Regions from separate parts of the Callithrix jacchus genome. Here region 1 is linked to region 2. Evidence: chromatin contacts called from public Hi-C data. All regions are on one chromosome and are shown on one strand. The core of a region is the stretch at or near the end of the contact, and the rest is flanking DNA. Distances in the headings are between cores, read along the strand shown. Region 1 holds the start of RPL29 (ribosomal protein L29). Region 2 holds the start of POC1A (POC1 centriolar protein A).

What was found. Hi-C and Micro-C count contacts between places; a contact is called where the count stands out from the background.
Region 1: a Hi-C map of skeletal muscle shows a contact between it and region 2, with 4 times the contacts expected there. The contact joins the promoter of RPL29 here to the promoter of POC1A in region 2. A contact is called at or near these places in 2 of 3 Hi-C or Micro-C datasets (both in skeletal muscle).

The regions. Positions count from the first base shown.
Region 1 is chr15:34,532,427-34,537,432 of calJac240_pri, reverse strand. RPL29 (ribosomal protein L29) reads left to right here and starts at 1,464. Exons shown (of 5, transcript XM_078351061.1): 1 at 1,464-1,512; 2 at 1,747-1,812; 3 at 1,924-1,968; 4 at 2,285-2,349; 5 at 3,282-3,774. The coding sequence starts at 1,932. The coding sequence ends at 3,659.
Region 2 is chr15:34,692,072-34,696,539 of calJac240_pri, reverse strand. It overlaps POC1A (POC1 centriolar protein A), which reads left to right and starts at 1,560. Exons shown (of 10, transcript XM_078351068.1): 1 at 1,560-1,933.

The DNA.
Region 1 (5,006 bases), core at 215-2,714, 160 kb after region 2:
ACACATTTGTGCTTGGCAGGAAAGAAAGGCCATGGGTTTGAAGAGAAGTAAATGATAAAGAGAGGCTGCCAGGGTCAAGTGGGGTAAAGAATTGATCTTCAATGCAAGAGGATGTCCTTGCAGATTTAAGGGACAGGATCTAATTTGAATTTTAAAATGAGTCACCAAGCCCCACTGCCACATGGAAAATGAACTATAGGGGGAAAAGATGGAGGGCCACAGAGCTGTTAGAGGCAATACTTACTCAATTCTGAGTTCCAACAGGCATCTCACATATAATGTGTCTGAGGAAAACATCTCACTCCCCCTCAAAACACAACAACCAAAGCCCCCTGCTCCCCTCTCAGTCTTCCATCTCTGTAAACAGCACCACCATTCATTCAGTTGTCAAGCCAAAGACATAGGGCTATCCTTGCCTCCTTTCTCTCCCTCATCTTCTGTGTTCCAAGACCCTTTCCTTATCCATTCCTCTGCATTCCCACTGTCCTCCCTTAGGTCCAGGCATCCTTCTCTCCTTCCTTCCCTCTGCTCCTACTCCGCAAGTCAGGGGTGCTTTTTTCTTTTTTTGGTGGAGTTTCACTCTTGTTGCCAGGCTGGAGTGCAATGGCGCTGTAATGGCATGATCTCGGCTCACCGCAACCTCCACCTCTTGGGTTCAAGCGATTTTCCTGCTTCAGCCTCCCTAAGTAGCTGGGATTACAGGCATGCACCACCACTCCCAGCTAATTTTATATTTTTAGTAGAGATGGGGTTTCTTCATGTTGGTCAGGCTAGTCTTGAACTCCTGACCTCAGGTGATCTGCCCGCCTTGGCCTCCCAAAGTTCTGGGATTACAGGCGTGAGCTACCGTGCCCGACCAGGTCGGGTAGATCTCCTGTTTGGGTGCTTTTTAGGAACACAGATCTCCTGGCCGGTCGTGATGGCTCATGCCTGTAATCCCAGCACTTTGGGAGGCTGAGGCGGGCAGATCACCTGAGGTCGGGCGTTCAAGACCAGCATGGCCAACAGGGTGAAACCCCGTCTCTACTAAAAATACAAAAATTAGCGGAGAGTGGTGGCACACGCCTGTAATCCCAGCTACTCGGAGAGGCTGAGGCAGAAGAATCCCTTGAACCCAGGAGGCGGAGGTTGCAGTGAGCCGAGATCGCGCCATTGCATTCCAGCCTGGGCAACAGAGTGAGACTCCGTCCCAAAAATAAAAAATGAAAAAAGAGCACAGATCTTGCCCAACATCCATCCCTCAAGGACTCCTTTCGCTTTCAGGATCCTGAATAGACTTGAAGAGCCCGGTCCTGGAGAAACCGGCGAGGTCACAGCCTCAAGGGGGCGGAGCCAAGCTCGTAGCACCGTCTCCCCGTCTGGCTTGCGTTCTTCCGGGCTTCGGAACCTTTCTTCCCGGAGCCGGGGGGAGCATTTCCAGTAGTACTTTCCGGCGCTGTTGACCTTATTTCCCGTGCTGCACTGCGGCTCCTTTCTCTTCCGGTCCTAGGAGCTTCGGGAACCGCGGCTTGGGTGAGTGTTTGCCGCGCGGTATCCGATGCCATCCGCGACTTACGGGCGGCGGCGGGGCGCAGGCTGCGGAGAGGACGGCTGACCGGCTGTGTGTCTGTGGGGAGCGAAAGCTGCGGGGTGGGAATGGTGTTTCTAGATCCTAAAGAGGAGGATGGCAGGGAAAGCCACTTTATTGGGGAGCGCAGCCTTCTGGGGGTAGGGGGTTGATTTCAGGGCATCATTACCTGGGTTTAGGAGTCGAGAACTGGCGTCGGGTCGTGCAGAGCGAGTCGAGACTGGTGGAGGCTGCAGATCCAAAGCGTCTGTCTGCGGATTCATTCTGGTTTCTCGTCTTGCGTTTCACCAGATCGGGGGGCAGAGGTGGCCCAGCCTGGCGAGCTTCTCGCCCTGATCTCCACTCTTGTCTTCCAGGTGCAGACATGGCCAAGTCCAAGAACCACACCACACACAACCAGTGTAAGTTTTTTGGGCCCTGCCCACATCCCAGACCCTGGTAAGGACTGATTCAGGCAAACTGGGGCGGGGATGAAGGGGCATGTTTCTATTTTGGGCCTGAGGCTGATTGATTTCACCTTTAGGGTAATACCTTTAGGGTTATAGGTTTAGAGATCCGCTTGAGATACAGTGTTTTGCACTCAGTGGTAAGGGTTTCCCATACCTCAGCTGTAGCTCCTGTAGGAAGCCTTGGTTCACCCAGCCTTGCCAGCTGTGATGTTGGGTGGTTTTATTAGAGGAAAGTTCATTGTGGCTTAATTCCCTTTCCCTCTTACAGCCCGAAAATGGCACAGAAATGGTATCAAGAAACCCCGATCACAAAGATACGAGTCTCTTAAGGGGGTGAGTATGGACTGAATCACATGGATGTGTCTTTTCTTGATTCCAGGTGCACAGTCAAGGCCTTTCATATAGTTTTTCTCTAGCTTCAGCTTCTGCCTGAGCAGAGCCTAACTGGCCCATCCAAAGCCTGCAATTCCTTTTTCTACCCTACTAGCCCCATAATAAAGCTTTCCTTGGTCTTACCCAGCCTGAAGTGTGACCCTCTGGTCAGGGCATAACCTGTCTCCTGAGAGCAGTTTGTTTGGCCATCTCCCTCACTCAGCAGTGGCACTTAGGGTAAGGGTACAGCGTGGCCTTGTCTCAGTGTGTGCAGGACACCTTATGATCTTTCCCTTACCCCACTGACCAGCCTTATGACCTTGATCTGACCCAGTGCTGGACTTGGGGTCAGCTGCTTTTCCTGTCTTAGGGGGTTCTAAGGATTCACTGAGAAGGATGGAGGGTCTAGGGGAGAGCTGAGTCTGTCCTCAGTCTGTTCCCTTTACTTTTGCTCTCCATTCTGTGGAGTGAATCACAAACCCTGAGCCTCAGTTTCCCCATATTCTGCCTCGGTTATGAGTCTATTGGACCAGACTTGGTATTTAATTGACGCCTTCTATAGAAGGGAGGGGTGTCCCTGAGGGGATGTCAGAAAAAAAAAAGCTTGGTTGAACCCCTGCTGTAGTTGAAGTCTTGAAACGTTGGCTGACAGGGCAGCAAAGCGGTTTTTTTTGTTCTTGGAGGAGGTCTGCACAGCATTAGCCAGGTGGAGTATTGTCTCCTTGGGGTGGTGGTCCACCTTCTCTGGAAATAGTTTCAAGAGGTTGGGTATTGGCCACATTTGAGGTTGACTTGATGCTGTCTTTAGAACATTGGGTACCCCTGTGGAGAGGGGCACCAGGGAGAGACTTGCAGACCCACATGCTGCCACCTGTACCTTTCCTGCTTTTCAGGTGGACCCCAAGTTCCTGAGGAACATGCGCTTTGCCAAGAAGCACAACAAGAAGGGCCTAAAGAAGATGCAGGCCAACAATGCCAAGGCCATGAGTGCACGAGCTGAGGCCATCAAGGCCCTCGTAAAGCCCAAGGAGGTTAAGCCCAAGATCCCAAAGGGTGTCAGCCGCAAGCTCGATCGACTTGCCTACATTGCCCACCCCAAGCTTGGGAAGCGTGCTCGGGCACGCATTGCCAAGGGGCTCAGGCTCTGCCGGCCAAAGGTCAAGGTCAAGGCCAAGGCCAAGGATCAAACCAAGGCCCAGGCTTCAGCTCCAGTTTCAGTTCCAGCTCAGGCTCTCAAAGGTGCCCAGGCCCCTACAAAGGCTTCAGAATAGATATCTTTGTCTGCCAATGCGAGGACAGAAGGACTGGTGTAACTCCCCTGGGGCTGCCATCTGCATGGGGCTGGGGTCCTCCTGTGCTATTTGTACAAATAAACCTGAGGCAGGATTAGTTAGCCTCTGTCTATGATCCTGGGGCTGGGGTTGGTTGCTCCATCTGTTGGTGTGGGAGAAGACATTAGCTTTCTGTGGAGGGTGGGTTGTGGGTGGGAGTCAGGAGATGGGGCCCTGAAGTGAAAGAGCGGACCTAATGAATGAGAAATGATTGGGGGCTTGTGGGAAGTTTCGACACATAGCTTGTTGAACTGGGTAAGCTGTCGAGCAAAGGGAGAAATCTTAAACATCCTCATGAGGTCTTGAAGCATACTCCAAGGGAGGGGAACAGGCTCCACTGAGCAGCTCTGCACTCTGGCCCGAGGTGTCCCAGACTGAAGCTCTTGGTGCACCCGGTCAGCATCCACTGCTCTGGGTTGTGTTAGTTCCCCAACAGCTAGGAACCCAGGAAGGCAGGTGGTGGTGGCATTGCCTTACTCCCATGACTGTTTCTGATCCTGCTGTGCCCCTGGGTCAGCTGCTTCACATGTAGACCTTGTCCTCAGCAGACTATGGAGGAGTAAAGTAGCAGGGAGCATTTGTGGAGGCTTCCTGTAGAAGGCTCCAGGTGGAGCACTGTTCCTGGCTTTACTTAATCCTCAAAACCAGCAGTGGTCCAACCTTGGACACTTGTGGAAACTCAGAAAGGGGTGCTGTGCTAGAGCAGCAGGTGCAGCCCGTGGCATGTGATCATATACTTTTGAAGTAGATACGTGTTTATCTTTGTTTGTGTGGGGGATGTGGGGGGTAGCATTTGATCCTAGCCAGTCCATGTGGGCCCCTAGGAAGTTTCAGTTGTCCAACCAGGGCTGAGGCTCGGTAGCTGTTGACTGTAATCCTGGTAGTCTCTGTAGATGGCCAGTTGCCCCTTGCCAAGGTGTGTCAGGTGGAGGTGGTGGTCGAAAGGGAGCAGAAGCAGGTTTTGTGTTCTGAAGGTGGTTTGGCCCAGACAGGCCACCAGGTTGGTTGACTTCCAAGTGAAGTCTCTGTGCTGGTGTCCTGGACATGGGGTGTGAAGGCTTTCCTTTCCCCATCCTGCTGAAAAACTAGTGATCCCTTTACAGAGTCCCAGTCTGAGGGCGGCCAGCTCAGGGCTTCAGCTAGACTTAAGGTCACAGTCAGATGCTGCTCTCAGCCTCCAGCTTGTACGTGGTATTTGCCTTGTGCTCAGGAAGCACAAGCCCCCAGTTCTTGAGTCTCAACTCCTTCACCTCCAAGCTCAAGCTCTAGACTAGGGCAAACTATATT
Region 2 (4,468 bases), core at 311-2,810:
CTATTCTGAGGCAGGAGAACCACTTGAGCCCAGGAAGCGGAGTTTACAGTGAGCTTAGATCATGCCACTGTACTCCAGGCTAGGTGACAGAGCAAGACTCTGTCTCAAAAAAAAAAAAAAAAGAATGCCAAACATAAAAAAAAAAAAAAGAAAATTGTCCTTTGAACAGTTTTGAACAATTTCAGGTTGTGTTGTTTTAAGGAGAATTTGATTGTGTCTACGTTAAATTAGTACGAACATTTCTAATGTAAATAAACAACTCTATGCCAAATCACAGTAAAAAGTGGATGAAACGTATCCTCCTTTCTTGTATCTGGCCTTTGCTGTGATGACACATGCCAACTCCATGTGCCAGTTTCTGAGAACCGAACTCTGGTTTGCAGATCTCAGGTCTCAGTATGTGGCAAGAAACCTCAGGGCCTGGCCAGCTTGCAATCAATGCTGGAGTTTGGCCCAGTTGGCCTGCCCTGAATCTTGCAAAACATCCAGTTTAGGTCAGTTGCAGGTTGAGAAGATGCCCCCCCAGGGAGGCGGGGTAAAGGAAAAATCTACGGACACTGGGCCTTCTGATTGCAGAAAGTGAGTAAGGATGGCCTCTGGTGGCCAGACCCCTGGATTGCCTCCTTGTTTATTTATTTTAATTTTATTTACTTATTGATACGGAGTGAGTGTCCCCCAGGCTGGAGAGCAGTGGCACCATCTTGACTCACTGCAACCTCTGCCTCCCGAGTTCAAGCAATTCTGCTTCAGCTTTCTGCCTAGCTGGGATTACAGGCACACAGCACCACGCCCGTCTAATTTTTGTATTTTTAGTAGAGATGGGGGTTTTACCATGTTGGCCAGGCTGGTCTCCAACTTTTGACCTCAGGTGACCCACTCACCTCAGCCTCCCTAAGTGGCTTTCAAAGTGCTGGGATTACAGGCGTGAGCCACCGTCCCTGGCCTCTCCTTTTAAAGACTGGATTTCTAACAGCTTCTCAGGCCTGAAGGGTCTCATTTCAAGAGATTCCTTTGAACGGGCCTGGGCCTCTGGCTGAATGGAGAGTCAGGGAGGCTGGGTGGTAGCCTGTGATGCCCTGAGGCACTTGAGGACTTGGACGGAGGATCCTGCCCTGACAGGGCCGGGCTGCACCATGCTTCCTAGTGTTACAAATGGGTAAACTGGTGGACAGAGGAGAGGCGTTTTCCTGAGATCACACAGCCAATCAGAGCGAGAACTGGGAATCCGAACCTAGATCTCTCCACTCCATGGTTGTGATTCCAAGTAACTTATGTTCTTTAAAATCGACGCCTGTCCTAGGAACGTTCGGACTGGCGAACCATTGAGAGTTCCCGAGAGGCGAATACTCAGTTATCAATAGGTTCCTGCGGGAAAACCTGGCTGCGCCGGCGCACGCGGGTGCTTTAAGGCAACCTGATCACAGCAACCCACTTGTCCTCCGCTTCCCGGATCCTTAAGGCCGTCGCTTCGGGTGGTAAAACCCGGCCCGCCCTCACGTCATCTTGGGAAGTGTAGTTCCAACTTCCTCCGGATATAGGGGCGCGGGCGGCTTGGAACTGCATTTCCCAGAAGGCTGCGCTCGCCGTTAGAGCAGCCTGAAGACTGGCCGGTGGGGTGAACCCCTCATCCTGGTTCTCTTAATTTCTCAGGCGGAATGAGTGGCGGCGGACAGAGGCTTTTGGCGGCGCTGTCTGTGGGTTGCCTGGGTTTACGGATCTGGGCACAGAGACTGTGGTGCCGGTCATATAGCTCTGCCTTCAGTCGTGGGGCAAAAAGCTGAGGCGCTTCTCCTTTAATTGAGGTGGGCGTGGCGTGGCGAAGCGACCCGCGTTGCTATTGGTGGTCGTTGGGGGCGCGGAAACTGAACAGATTGCAACGGCCACCGCTTTAGCCTCCGGTGCCGCCAGCCCCGCCATGGCTGCGCCCTGCGCGGTAAGCCCAGCTGACTGCAGCTTCCCCAGACCTCAGTCTCTCCGTTGGGACACTGGGCGCCTAGTCGCCAGAGCGATGGCTGCGAGGGGCGGGTGAGGTGCCGGGTTCCAGGGTGGTCCTCTTCAGGTCCAGTTTACCGTCTGTGCAGGGGGCGCTGGGTCGGGCACTTTCTGAGCGCTTCCTGCGTGCCAGGCACTGCGTCGGGTTTCTGGAGCGAACAAACAGGTTTCTGCCTCCATAGTTTGCATCCTAGCGTGGGACACACGACCACGTCCTGACTCACTTGTGACCTGGGGCCGGTATCGTGCCTCTCTAGCCTTTCTCCCTGTTCTTAGCAGTGGATGGCTGCATGGGGTCTTGTTGCGGGTACACCCTGCTCCAGCACGTGGATACAGCAGGACACTGGGATGCCCGGGCCTGCAGTGTGAGCCGGGCAGAGCCGCCGTCTCTGAGTCCACACTCCTCCAGAGGTCCTCATTTCGAGAGATTCCTTTGAACGTGCCTGGCCCTCTGGCTGATGGGAGAGTCAGGGAGGCTGGGTGGTGCCCTGAGGTACTTGAGGACTTGGACGGAGGGTTTAGGCTAGGATCCAGACCTTTTGACTCCTAATCTGGTCCTCTACCTCCCTTCATGTCCTCGCATGTATAAACCACTGTTGAGGGAGATGAGGCCCACATGCAGGGAACTACAGAGGGGAGGTGATGTGGAGAGGTATGATGGGACCTACGGGTCGGGGTGAACTTGGACTTGCCTCTTCCCACTGAGCCTAGAGGCAGGCACTCTCTTACCCATGTTCTTTCTAGAAGCTCAGGTGAGAGCAGAAGGCTCTGTTGGGGGCCCTCCCCCAGCTGCTACTCCCTTTGTTGTTGAAAGAAGACTGACAGGTGTGTTAAGGGGTGGAGCTGGGCACAAGGCCGTAGGGCCTTTATTCTAGTTACTGCTTTGTAGGGTGGCAGTGGCTTTGCTGTTCCCTAAGGATATCCTTTCCCAGGAGGAGGCTTTGGGCTCCCTGGAGCACCCAAAACGTTCCCTTGAGATTTCTGATATTTAGAGTAGGGGGAGATGTTTGGATGGCTGAATTATAACCTTTAAGCATTGAGACACAAGCTACTATTGGATGGAGATAGTCTGGAATATTCTTTTTGCTGTTTTTCTAAGCAATGTCCTGAATGGCCTTGCTCTTTCTCTGATGATGGGTAGAGTGGAGGTGGTGGTGATGCCATGAGGACCTGTCCAGGGCTGACCTTTTGGGTTCACTGGCCAGTCTGTGGTGGCATTGAGGTGATAGGATCTGATTCCTGAGATGGGATGGGGGGATGCTGTAAGGTTCCTAATTTCTCTCTCTAGGCTTTTAAAAAATTATTAAGATATTCACATTCCATAGAATTCACCTCTCAAAGTGTACAGTTCAGTAGTTTTTTTTAGTGTATTCACAGTGTTGTGCAACTATAGTCACTAATTCCAGAATATTTTCATCATCCCAGAAAGAAACCCCATGCTCAATGACAGTCATGCTCGCTGCTTCTTCCCTTTCCCTATTTTCTCCCAACCCTTGGCAATCACTAGTATATTAATACTTTCTATCTCTATAGATTTGACTATTCTGAACTTTTCATCTGAATGGAATTAGACAAAATGTGGCCTTTCATGTTTGATTTCTTTCACTTAGCATGTTTTCAAGGTTCATCCATGTTGCAGCAAGCATCAGCACTCAGTCCTTCTTAATGGCTATATACTATTCTGTAGTATGGATATGCTGCATTTGGTTTATTCATTCGTGTGTTGATTGACATTTGGGTTCATTCACTTGTTGGCTATTATATTTTCTTAATAGCTATTAAGATTTTCTTTGCTGCTCTGAACATTTTTGTACAAGTTCTTGCATAAGCCACGTTTTCAATGCTTTTGAGTATTTACCTACAATTGCTGGGTCATTTGCTAACCATGCTTTACTATATATATATTCATCTATTTATCTTTTGAGACAGAGTCTAACTCCAGCCAGGCTTAAGTGCAGTAGTTCAATCTTGGTTCACTGCAACCTCCTCCTCCCAGGTTCAAGCAGTTCTCCTGCCTCAGCCTCCCAAATAGCTGGGACTACGGGCACCTACTACCATACCTAGCTAATTTTTGTATTTTTAGTAGGGAGGGTGATTTCACCATGTTGGCCAGACTGGTCTTGAACTCCTGACCTCAGGTGATCCTCCTGCCTTTGCTTCCCAAAGTGCTGGGATTACAGGCGTGAGCCGCTGTGCCAGGTTAGCTACTTTTTTTTTTTTAAGAGTCAGAGTCTTGCTCTGTTGTTGAGGCTGGAGTACAGTGGTGTGATCAGAGCTCACCATAACCTTGAATTCCTGTGCTCAAGCAGTCCTCCCATCTCAGCCTCCCGAGTATCTGGGACTACAGACACGAGCCACTCCGCCTGGCTAATTCTTTAATTTTTTTGTAGGGACAGGATTTTGCTGTGTTGCCCAGGTTGGTCTTGAATTCCTGGCTTCAAGTGATCCTCTTGCCTCAGCCTCCCAAAGTGTGGGG